2 separate regions of the Sus scrofa genome follow, and region 2 is linked to region 1. The links are chromatin contacts, called in public Hi-C maps. All regions are on one chromosome and are shown on one strand. The core of a region is the stretch at or near the end of the contact, and the rest is flanking DNA. Distances in the headings are between cores, read along the strand shown.

Region 1 (5,564 bases), core at 2,148-4,647:
GTAGGTTAGGGATGTTAAGCACGATAAGTGAACCTGTATGCTCCACTGCCCCCAACATAGACCAGCTGCTCTCTGCCCAGCTTCCTTTCATTAGATAAATATTCATTAAATAATATATGAATTAACAGGGTGAATGGTTGATAGGAGTTTATATCCATCCATTAACACTAATTGTCACAAAAGTCCTGCTGGGGAGTTCCCATTGTGGCTCAGCAGGTTAAGGCCCCAACATTGTCTCCATGAGGATGCGGGTTCAGTCCTGGCCTCGCTCAGTGGTTATGTTGCTGCAAGCTGCAGCATAGGTCACAGGTATGGCTCAGAACTGGTGTTTCTGTGCCTGTGGAGTAGGCCACAGCGTGCCTCCCATTCGACCCCCCTAGCCCAGAAACTTCCAAATGCTGCAGGTGTGGCTATAAAAGGGGGAAAAAAGTTCCTACTAAGTGGGTAACACAAATGCCAGTGTCCTTAGGTTCTTTAACTGACTCTAGGGGCTTTGGGGTTTTGTTGGTTTGTTTGTTTAGATCAGAATAAAATAAAAGTGCTTAATTGTCATCTCGCACATTGGTGATAAATCTGGGGATCTTTCCCACTTCTCCAGGTTTCTTTTCCCTACCTCACATTCTATTTTCCTACCCGGGCCAAATTCTTCATCTCTTCTCCTCATCTCTCTTGTGTTTTCGTTCCCTTCTCCTGTACCCAAAACACATCACCCACATATGATTGCTTACATAACACACATCTACCTATATTCTGGTGAAAGGGTAAGGGACACTCCACTGTGGTGCCCAGTAACTGCTCAACATTGAATATGAAGACTCTTGTCCCAAAGAGGGCCCCAGATTTTTGGCTATTTTGCTGGATTTCTCTCCTTCCTGGGCTTGGTGCTTTCATCTCAAGCTCTGGGGAATGCTCAAAATTCTTTATTCACCATGCACAGTGATTTAGTTCTCTCTCTGGGGCTTCCTTCTTCATATCCAAAGCAGGCTCATCAAGGTATTTTCCTAAATTAGAGTCTTTGGAATCTGAAGGCTGTAGTCGTCTTTAGTTTTAAATAGAATTTCCCCCACCACTATGTTATTATCTACATTTTACACAAGATGAAACAAGTTTAGTGAAATTAAATGATTACCCAAGAAAAAGGGCTAAAGTATGCATTAAAAGCCTGGCTTGCCTTACTCAAAGCTTATGCTCCTTCCTCTAAACGAGGATGAAAGCCAATACTTACTGAATGTTTACAACATGCCTGGCTCTGTTCCAAGAGCTTTAGGGGCTTCAATTCATTAAATGCTCACATTTACTCATATCTACTTTACAGGTAGAGAGAGAGCAAGTAACTTGCCCAAAGTCACAAAGCAAACAAATGGAACGGCCAGGATTAGAACCCAGATTGTCAGTCTCTGTGGTTCCCATCATCAGCTATCGTTTTCCACCAGCCTCCTGCTCTAGCTCCTTGCAGTTCTGTCAGTGGCTGGAAATGGGGGCAGATGCTGGATGACAGTCCAATCTGTACCCTGAAAATGACATCAGTGTGTTTTAGAAATTCAAGTTTTCTGAAGCTGTGACAACACAGGGGCATCGCTGGGGTCTGAAGGTACAGACTAGATTTGCTCAGTGACAAACTGAGTTATAAACTTTATAAATGCTGCTTTTGAAAATAATAATGTGATTCGGTCTCTTCTTGTTTGCCGCGTTGCTGCAAATTCACTTAATTCATTTAGTCAGTCGTTCAAGATTTATCAAGGGTCCTCTGTACCTCAGGTCCTGTTAGGCACTGAGCAACCAAAGACAAATTCTTCAGTTCCAGGCTCGGTCCTACAGTAGTCCAGAATCTTATGGGGAACTTGTTGTCCAGAACATGCTGTAATATGACTCATTCATCAAATAGTTACACATTTGATGATATTTTAATCCACAGGGAGTCATATTTCAGATCAATGCATGAAAGAGATGTCTAAGAATTACTCCTTGGAGGAAAGAAAAATGGCTCTCTCTCCAGTGGTAGCAAACCTCCAACATAGGAAGTGGACCAGCAGAACCAAGATGACTGCCTGGCCAGGATTCTGTAAAGAGTGTCCAAAGATACATACAATGCCTTGAAAAGTTCTCATCCTGGAGTCCATGGTGCATATTCTGAATGTTAGGACATTTATAACAGTAGGAGTATGGAGTCTACACAGAAACATAAAAAGGCAAGTTAAAGGGTAAGATTATGGTGAGCATTTTTTCCAGTAGTGGTCTAGGGGAACTGATGCTAAGATTCCAGATTTCCCTGCCCAATTCTTCAGAGAAAAAAATTATTAGCATGAAGAGGGTCATTAAACTGGGTCACCATTGCTTATGGAACTATTCCTTAAGAATAGAGAACTTGCTTCGATTTATTTTATGGTCAGAGTTCTGATCTAAAGTTTGATTTCCTGAGTGGACATGACCATCAGGGCAAGATGCCCCATAGAGATGACCACTAGCAATTCTTTGGAAAGGAACATCTCTTCACTTTAAATTATTAAAGTGGACATTTTCGTTTAGAGCTGAATCTTAAATGTGAACTAAGTCAGTGGTTTTCAAGCTGTACTCGTAGGGCCTCATTTGCAAACAGTGAAAGTTTTAAATTTCATGTGAAAATTGTGTGTTGCTTTGTGTCTGGTTTATGCAGTGGAGATTTGCGATTGGGTTTCATTCAGGGGGTAAAAAGAGTCCCGTTGCAAAAAGTGACTATCTCGTAGATTTTGGTCCATTTCTCTATTCCTAAGGAACTGAGGCCCAGAGACATTAAAGGATTCACTAAATCTTAAAACCACGTCACCACCCCCTGCCCAGTCCACCATGCAGACCTTCTACTTTCTGTCCACGAGCCACTGTGAGTTTGGAGAGCATGACAGTTACACGGGCCGATGTGAGTGGGTACACTATACATTCCCAGTACTAGCACAGCTAAGAAGAAGGCTCTAAATGGGAAGGTTCTACTAAAATACTGACCAGCCAGCTACCATTTATTGTTTATATAATAATCTAATATATAATCTAATTATAGATAATGATATATAAATATATAATTAGTTTCTATAAAATTTAATTATATATAATAATCTAATATATAATCTACTTATGCTACTTAACCTAATTTGAACCTCACAGTAGTCTGCTGAGATGGGCAGAGCAAATATCTCCCCAGCCCCCATGCTTAATTTTGCAAAAGGTAAAACTGTCTCAAATATATTGATTTTTCTCAAGGAAACCTATTAGTAGATTTTTTTTTTTTAAAGCCCCAAATTCTAGTCTTCTTTCAGAAAGACAAAGCTCAGTTCCTTTTATATCCTGATTAATCCACCTAGTACGAATCTGCAGCGCCTATGTGGACGGGAGACCAATGATGTCATTAAGTAGAACAGCTTCCAAAACTGACAGGCATAAAAATGGAGGACAATGTTTAGATGCCAAACTATGAGCCGTGGACATCTGCTGATCTTTATAGTTATTGCAAGGAGACTCACAGTGTCCTGAAATATCCTTATCTGTACTCTGAATAAGGTGGCTTGTATTGATATGTATGCCTGTTCTTCAAATGAATGTATATGCTGTTTTATGCAGTAAGGTATGATTTTAATTAAAAGTATTATTGAATTCATAACCATGTGCTTTGTCCTAACGTATTGTCTCAATCAAATACTACTAAAACTACAATTATGTGGGGTTCTGTGAAATTCTTTCATGTTAAAAAAATGGGATCATATTTGAAAAGCTGACCATCTGTTTGAGGGTAAAATAAAAGGAACAGAACAATATTAGGTAGGAAATAATTATTTAAAAACATATTTTGTATCTTCTCCTGTGTTTCTATGTTATATAGCTAAATTATTACTCTGTTTTCCATGCTGAATGGCAGCTTCTTATCTGGCTTTGTTTCTTATGTGTGGTCAGATCACTGGTTCTCAGAAAAACTACCCTCTAGCCTAGCCCTACATTCCTCCAAGATAATATCATCTACAGGGGTCAAGTTTCTTGCCAGAGGAGTCCATTCACCAAAGTAAACAAACTAGAAGTACAACCACGAAATGTTAAAGAAACTGTCAAACTTGGACAGGAATTAATAACAAATACTATCGTAACTATTAAGCGTCTCTTAAAGAAAGTAATATCCGGTCAAAGTGACCTACAGAATTGGAACAGTAAGCAGAACACAGAAAGGGCCTTAAGCAACACCATCTAGGAACCCTGAGGTAATGGATCGGCTCCGTGTCTGCTGAGAACTCCGGAGAAACAGCTGTTCCCTTCTCTCAAAACAAACCCGACTCCCTTGCGTTTCAGTCTGCTTACTAGCTCAGATCTGCTTTTGAGGAGTAAGCCAAGCACTTAGCCGCTGGTGATTTACCTGAGGGAGGGCAGTAAGGAAACTTAAAAAACAAAAGTCAGCTTGAACAGGCCCTGTTTTCTATCTTTTCTCCATCTCTGGCAATCTTCCATTCAGTCCACCTACACACCCCCTCGCCCTTCCTTACATTTGATCCTTTGTGAGATGAAACATGGAGACAATGGAAAGCAACTGGGAAAGAAACTAAGCATTTCCGTCTGGAAACGTTACCTATTTTTAAATAACAACTCAGAATCTGTAAATATTTTTATTAGAAAACTCGACGGGAAAATCAATTTTTTTTTTAAGTCAGAACTAGAATTTAAGGTCTCCCTTCAGTGTACTATTAAAATTCTTTATATCTGCAGCCCATCTAGGCTTTTACTTCTGGAGATGGAAGTTTTTGTTCTTAATCCTAGATCTATCTCATGAACTAAAGTCATATAATTCCACGTAGAGCTGGGATTTGGAAGCAGAGTAGAGAGAGGAGAGTCAGCAATACAACATACAGTGTAATGTAGCAGAGCTTTGAACTGACCTACAGGCAAGTCCTGTGATCTCTCTGGACCCCAGACAACTCATCTATAAAATAAAAAGGTCATATTAGACAACCTTTAAGTTTTCTTGCTAATCCAACATTGTATGATCCTTAAAAGTCTGAATGGGAAGTGAAATGAGAAGGAGTGTAGCAAACGGAATTATGGGTGTGATTATTGGATTATTCCCAATTCTTCACTCCTTCCCTGATGTAGAATTATACAGCTTTGTAAGCTGTCAAGTGGCTCTGCTGTACCTCCTTCCAGAGTAGGCAGAGCATGTTTCCCCACCCACTTCATATTGGGCTTGGCCATGTGACTTGCTTTGGCCAGTTGAAGTTAGCAGATGTGATGTAAGCAGAAGCTTTAAACATGCCTGTCTTTAGCTTTGTAAATCTACAGAAACTTTGCTTCTGCAATCTACTAGCTAGCCACTGATTCGAGAACGAGGAGATGTGGAGCTGACCAAACTTTGAGCAAGAAAACAAGAATTTGCTCTTTTAAGCCCCCCCCCCAATTAGTGGTTGGTTGTTATGCAGCACTATTGTGGAAATCTGACGAATACATAGACTTCTTGCTCTTTGACTTTTTTGGTGCATTTTATCCAACAATATGCCCAACTGATCTGAAAATATCTTCAAGGCTGTTGAGCTGCATTAGAAGCATCTAGGCATTTTAAG
Region 2 (5,564 bases), core at 1,791-4,290, 230 kb before region 1:
ACAAGCTCTAGTGCATTCTCAAGTTTTATTAACTTGGGGTTTGGGCATGATAGAGGCAAACAGAGACTGTTTACTTATCGAAGGCTCATTGTTTGGAGGGATTTGGAGTAGGAACGATGGAAGCAATTTGCAAAATCACTCAGCAGAAACTGGAGAATATTGTCAATGAGTTGGAAAATTGTTCTGAACAATTCGTGATGAAGGTGAGTGGCTGAGCTGAAGCTGAGAAATCTGAACTGCCCTGCTTTTGTATGCCATTTCCTATCTTCTGGTTATGAGTGAGAGCTGAAATTATTAAAGTTTAAAATTACATAAGCCTGCAATTTTCCCATTCTCAAATGATGAATTTAAAGTCACACACAAATAATTGCAGGTTATAAGGAGTTGTCTCTGAAACGTATGCCACAAATATTTTGAAAAATGCATTCTATTTATTTTTAAAATATTGAAAGGTGAAGTTTTTAAATAATTTTCCTATTTGATTTGTTTTCAGAATTTTCCACCCAAAGGCTGGGTGAGCCACCTTTCCACCCAATCACTTAAAACCCTGTTAGAGTTGACAGCAATGACTTCATCTTCTTTCAGCTTCCTGTCTAAATATACAGCTGAACAAATGACCGCAGACAGCCTCAGTGTTAAAACAGCTTTCTGCACAAACACAATCTCTCAAACAAGTGTGAATGCGCTATACTTGAAAATTCATTCCTTGTCATTACTTTCCAAAGTCAAGGACACTTCACCAAGCCCCCGATCTCAGGTCTCAAGGGAGGAGAAGGGCACAGCTTAGCAGTAGATGAGGGATGTCCTCACAGCCAGCCTCTCACACTCTCCCCAGCCCCATTTGGCTGGAAGTTGATTCTGTCTCTGTTGGGTCCACTCTCCACACACACCTCACCCACCAGGCCCCAGTTCTTCTCCCAGCACCTTGAAGTTCTCATCTGTGAAGTTAACTAGTACATTTTAAAAACCAGATCAAAGAAAGGGCTATCCAAGAAGACCAAGTCCATCCATATTTTGAGAAAAGGAAAGAGCTGAAGGTCACACACAAATTATAGACATTTCAAATTGCAAGAGACTATATATAACAATTTTTGAATTCAATTCTCTTCTTTCAAAGCTGAAGAAACAAACTCCCTGAGAGCTATGTGACTGGCCAGGACCAAATGGTTATTTTGTAGTCAATTTATTGCTAGACAGAAAGAGATTGTCTTTGGCACCCAGATATTTCTGGAACATTTTGGTGATACTGAAAACTTGATTACATCCAAAATGTAATTAACTTCATTATTTTATACCTTATTAGGTGATCAAACAATAGTAAGTTGCAGTTTCTTGATATCTGTTTTTATAGTAAGGCTTGAATATTAATTTATTTGTTCAGCAAATATTACCTATTATATGCAGTGCACTGTTCAGGTGGGAGGGTGGGGGGAGGGGAAAAGCAGGGAACAAAAGGGCCATTGGAGAGTTTCCAGCAGAGAAGGGCTATGATGCAATTTTAAAGGACCACTCACATTGCCCTGTGAAAACAGACCATGAGGGAGGGGTGGAAGCAGGAAAACCATTAGGAGGCTGTTGCAATGAGGGTAGGCAAGCATGGTGGCTTGTACCATGGAGGAGTGGAATGAATGATATTTGGAAGGAAGAGCCAACAGGATTAGCTAAATGCATGAATGTGAATGTAGGAGAAAGGAATGAGTCAGGGATAAACTCCAGAATATTTGGCTTCAATAACTGAAAGAATGCAGTTGCCACTAACTAAAATGAGGAACACCAGAGACAACTGAGGGACAAAATTCGTTCCATTAAAGTATTCTAGAAAACATTCAAGAGTAATTTTTATTTTGCTTTTTAGGGCCTCATTTGCCGCACATGGAGGTTCCCAGGTTAGGGGTCAAATCAGAGCTGTAGCCGCCAGCCTTCACCACAGCCACAGCAACACAGGATTTGAGCCGTCTGCGACCTACACCACAGCTCACGGCAACACCAGATCCTTAACCCACTGAGTGAGGCCAGGGATGGAACCCGCGTCCTCATGGATGCTAGTCAGATTTGTTAACCACTGAGTGATGACAGGAACTCCATGAGTAATTATTAATAAGCACAATTAGACCTAGGAATGTGGCATTTACAGAAAATACTGCGCTGGATATTTTCTCTTTAACTTTGAAGTAAAGAGCTTAATGACAGCTGGTTGTCACCCAAAAAAGCTATAACAAAGCATTTCTCACTAGAGTGTCCGTAACTATGACATTTTATTGATTCACCCAGTATCTACTTATTAGGCACCAGGCACTATTACAGCTTCTAGGGGGGTATAAAAATGATTATGGGAGTTCCCTCCTGGCAGAGCAGTTAAGGATCCCACGTTGTCAAAGCTGTGGCACAGATTCCATCCCTTGCCCCAGAGCTTCTGCATGCCACATGCACAGCAAAAAAAAAAAAAAAAAAAAAAAGAAAGAAAAGAAAGAAAGAAAGAAAAAAAAAAAAGAAAAGGAAATGAAAGGAAAGGGAAAAAAAAAATTATGGTGCTTGTTCTAGGTGCCTAAATCCAGAGAAGGTGACAAAAAATAACAACAAAAATCAACGATACTAGGAATGCTGGGAGAACTTGCGATCACGGTGCTAATGAAAACACAGAAGCTGACATAACTAACTACACACCCAGAGAGGCCAGAGACAGTGTTTGCGCTGTCTTAAGGGTTGCCTTTGGGTTTTACAGACACACAAGGGCATTTTAGGCAAAGAAATGCGCCGGGGCAGGGAGGGCGGAGCTCATCCTGAGACCCATGGAGTCCGTCCATGTAGGGAGGGTGACCGTCAAGAGCCAGAGGGAGAGAGAATCGTGGGCGCGGCCCGCGGAAGGTCTGCTGCGCGGGTTGCTATGCTACCTCCTAAAGGAAGAGGGAACAAACAGAGGCAGGATGAGAAAAGACACACGCGTCCGTCCGTGCCTCGGGGTCTGTTGGGCTCTGCTGGGCTCTGCTGAGCTGCAGTTAATCTCCTGGCGGCAGAGGAGGTAGGGACAGGCGCCAGGAGCTGACATTGGCTTGAAAGGGTGCCCTTCAGAGGCTTCTCTCCGGTTCCTGAGACCAGGGCCAGCTGCTGTGGAGGCGGCAGGGAAAGAACAGCCCCTGCCCCCAACCCTCAGTACTGTGTCTCCCTGCGAGAGGACAGGAGCCGGCTAGCAAGCTTTCAAGTTCTAGGGGCCACTGTGCTCTTCTTAAGGGGTTACCATCGCCCCCCCGCCCCCAAATCTAAGGAAACTTCGATAGAGAATGAGTGATCCTTCCACTCTGAAATTCATGTCATTTGAGTAGAAACGCATCCGTGGATCACAAGTCTGTGTCCTGCAGGTCTCCCCCAGATCAGATCACAGGGAAATGCTAACTATTCTTTGCTCACTTAAGACTGGCTTGAAAATGTGAGCGTTTCTGTTCAGCCTTAACCTGACCGTCACAAAGAAATGCTTTCACTTAAGCTATTTCAGAGCATCTGCAAATGTTATCAAATTTTGATAAGACTGGATAAGTGTTTTTAAACAAACCATGTAAAGGATCATCTATTAAAGCTCTGCTCATTGTGGTGTGTGAAATGATGTTAAACCACTGTGTAGCTCTCATTAAACTGAGTTGTTTCTCTTTTTAGTATCTTTCAGAAAGTTTAGAAAGAAAAAAGGTTGGCACCTTCGAAAACTTAAGAAAGCTTAAAAGGAACTGAGAGAGTTAAGTACTCAACTCAAAGAAAAATAAGTCCGTCTGGCAGAGAAGACCTTGCTGGTTAGGGGAGAAGCAGCAGGGGATGCAGCCTGTGGACAAAGGTCTCAGGAACCCAGGGCACAGGTCCAGACTCTGGGGGAACGATCTGATGATCAATCAGCTCACCTCCCAGGAAGGAGCCCCGAGTTCTTTCTTATGGATGATGGTGTGACACTAGATGAGTTCAGGTCCTTTCCTGCTCTAGGAGTTCATTAAAGATTGTCTGAGAATCATATGGAGCTCTAGAGATGGATTTTGAAATGTATTTTCCTCTTAGGACTTACTAAAAAAATACTGCCCTCCGGCCAGATGGTTGCCCCTGTGTCATCTCCCTTCACACTCCCAATGGCCTTCTTTTGTGGACACGTCCAGTTGAGCCTAGAGGTTGAGTACTATTATTGAGATCTTTTATGTATTTATTTATTTATTTATTGTCTTTTTTTTTTTTTTTTTTTTTTTTTTTAGGGCCGCACCCACAGCATATGGAGATTCCCAGGCTAGGGGTCAAATCGGAGCGGTAGCTGCCGGCCTACACCACAGCCACAGCAACAGATCCAAACCTCATCTGTGACCTACATCACAGCTCACGGCAACGCTGGATCCTTAACCCATTGAATGAGGCCAGGATCGAACCTGCGTCCTCATGGCTGCTAGTCAGATTCGTTTCCGCTGAGCCATGATAGGAACCCCCATTACTGAGATCTTTTGATGAAGAACCTGGGCCCCTCAGAACTTACATGACGTACTTGGTTATTCAGATAAGAAGTAGAACTAAGACTCAAACTCCAGGCCAAGCACTTCAGGCTCCAGCATTCACTGGAGCCTGAACCCCAGTTTAATCATGCTGCATAGTCTCCTTTTTTTATATTTTTTATATTTTCAAGGAAGGAAAAATTGGGTATTGAAAAGGCAAATGGGAATTCCCTCTGAGTACACACATGGGGGAAGTCAGCAGAAAGTTTTCAAACTGCCTGCTGGGTGTATATACGATTGAGGAAACTGTTGATGCAAGAGCAGATAGAACACAGTTAAAAGGAATTTTCTACATAGGCGGAAACATAGGAAGTAAAGGAGAGCGGGATAGGACTGGCTGTTGAACAGAGTGTGAAGGAAGATGCAGATGTTAATTCCAATCTGTTACCTGAGTGACTAAAAGGAGCAAAGTCTCCAAAGGAGAGAGGCCTGCATCCTCCCAGAGGTTTATTCCCATGTCTGGGAAGGCACCCCTGCACCTGTAGCTGCCTTTGACCAGGAAAGGAACGGTACACCTGGGGACAAACTGCAATTTCCGGAAGAGGATCAAATTCCACATCCTTTTCTTACCGCCTTCTGACCTCTTGTTAGTACCCTGATTCTTCAGACCAAAAGATTATTTTAGATCTCACGGAGGCAGGGCGGGCGGAAGGAGGGGGTGATGCCTGGCTCATAGAAGAAAGTCAATACCATCTTTGAAGATGACTTCAGACACAGCGGAGGCCAGTGACAACATTTTGCTTTCAATTACTGACCTTTTGAATAAAAGGACTGGTTGTATCGCTCCAGGTGCTTGTTGGGAAACATGTTCTAGTGTTTCTTTCACATTTGTGTGTGTGTGTGTGTGTGCACGTGCACGCATCCTGTATGCTTTCCAGTCACAAAAGACCCTTTTGTCATCACTAATGAAGACAGGAGAGACCATGACGGGACAAGGACAGCACTGTGCCCAGGAAATGTCATCCTCCTCCCGGGCCAGACAGTTCTGGTGGACAGGGATGCCTTAGCTGCTCTCAGCTGTTTAAGTGTCCTCTGGAGCATCAGGACAAGGAG

The links. A called contact is a pair of places that touch in the nucleus more often than the background predicts.
Region 2: a Hi-C map of skeletal muscle shows a contact between it and region 1, with 5 times the contacts expected there. The contact joins two enhancer-like sites. A contact is called at or near these places in 1 of 47 Hi-C or Micro-C datasets (skeletal muscle) and 1 of 2 datasets of contacts at active chromatin or transcription factors (skeletal muscle).

Annotation. Positions count from the first base shown.
Region 1 is chr1:43,373,789-43,379,352 of Sscrofa11.1, reverse strand. It overlaps LOC110260246 (a long non-coding RNA gene), which reads right to left. Exons shown (of 2, transcript XR_002343179.1): 2 at 1-2,169. Among named protein-coding and RNA genes, the nearest start is that of CEP85L, 16 kb to the left of the region's middle. Within about 2 kb of position 3,397, at least 13 of the 83 cell types and tissues checked have an H3K27ac peak or open chromatin away from gene starts, as enhancers often do. A contact at or near this core is called in skeletal muscle, where this site is marked.
Region 2 is chr1:43,598,682-43,604,245 of Sscrofa11.1, reverse strand. No RefSeq gene overlaps it. Among named protein-coding and RNA genes, the nearest start is that of PLN, 140 kb to the right of the region's middle. Within about 2 kb of position 3,040, at least 43 of the 83 cell types and tissues checked have an H3K27ac peak or open chromatin away from gene starts, as enhancers often do. A contact at or near this core is called in skeletal muscle, where this site is marked.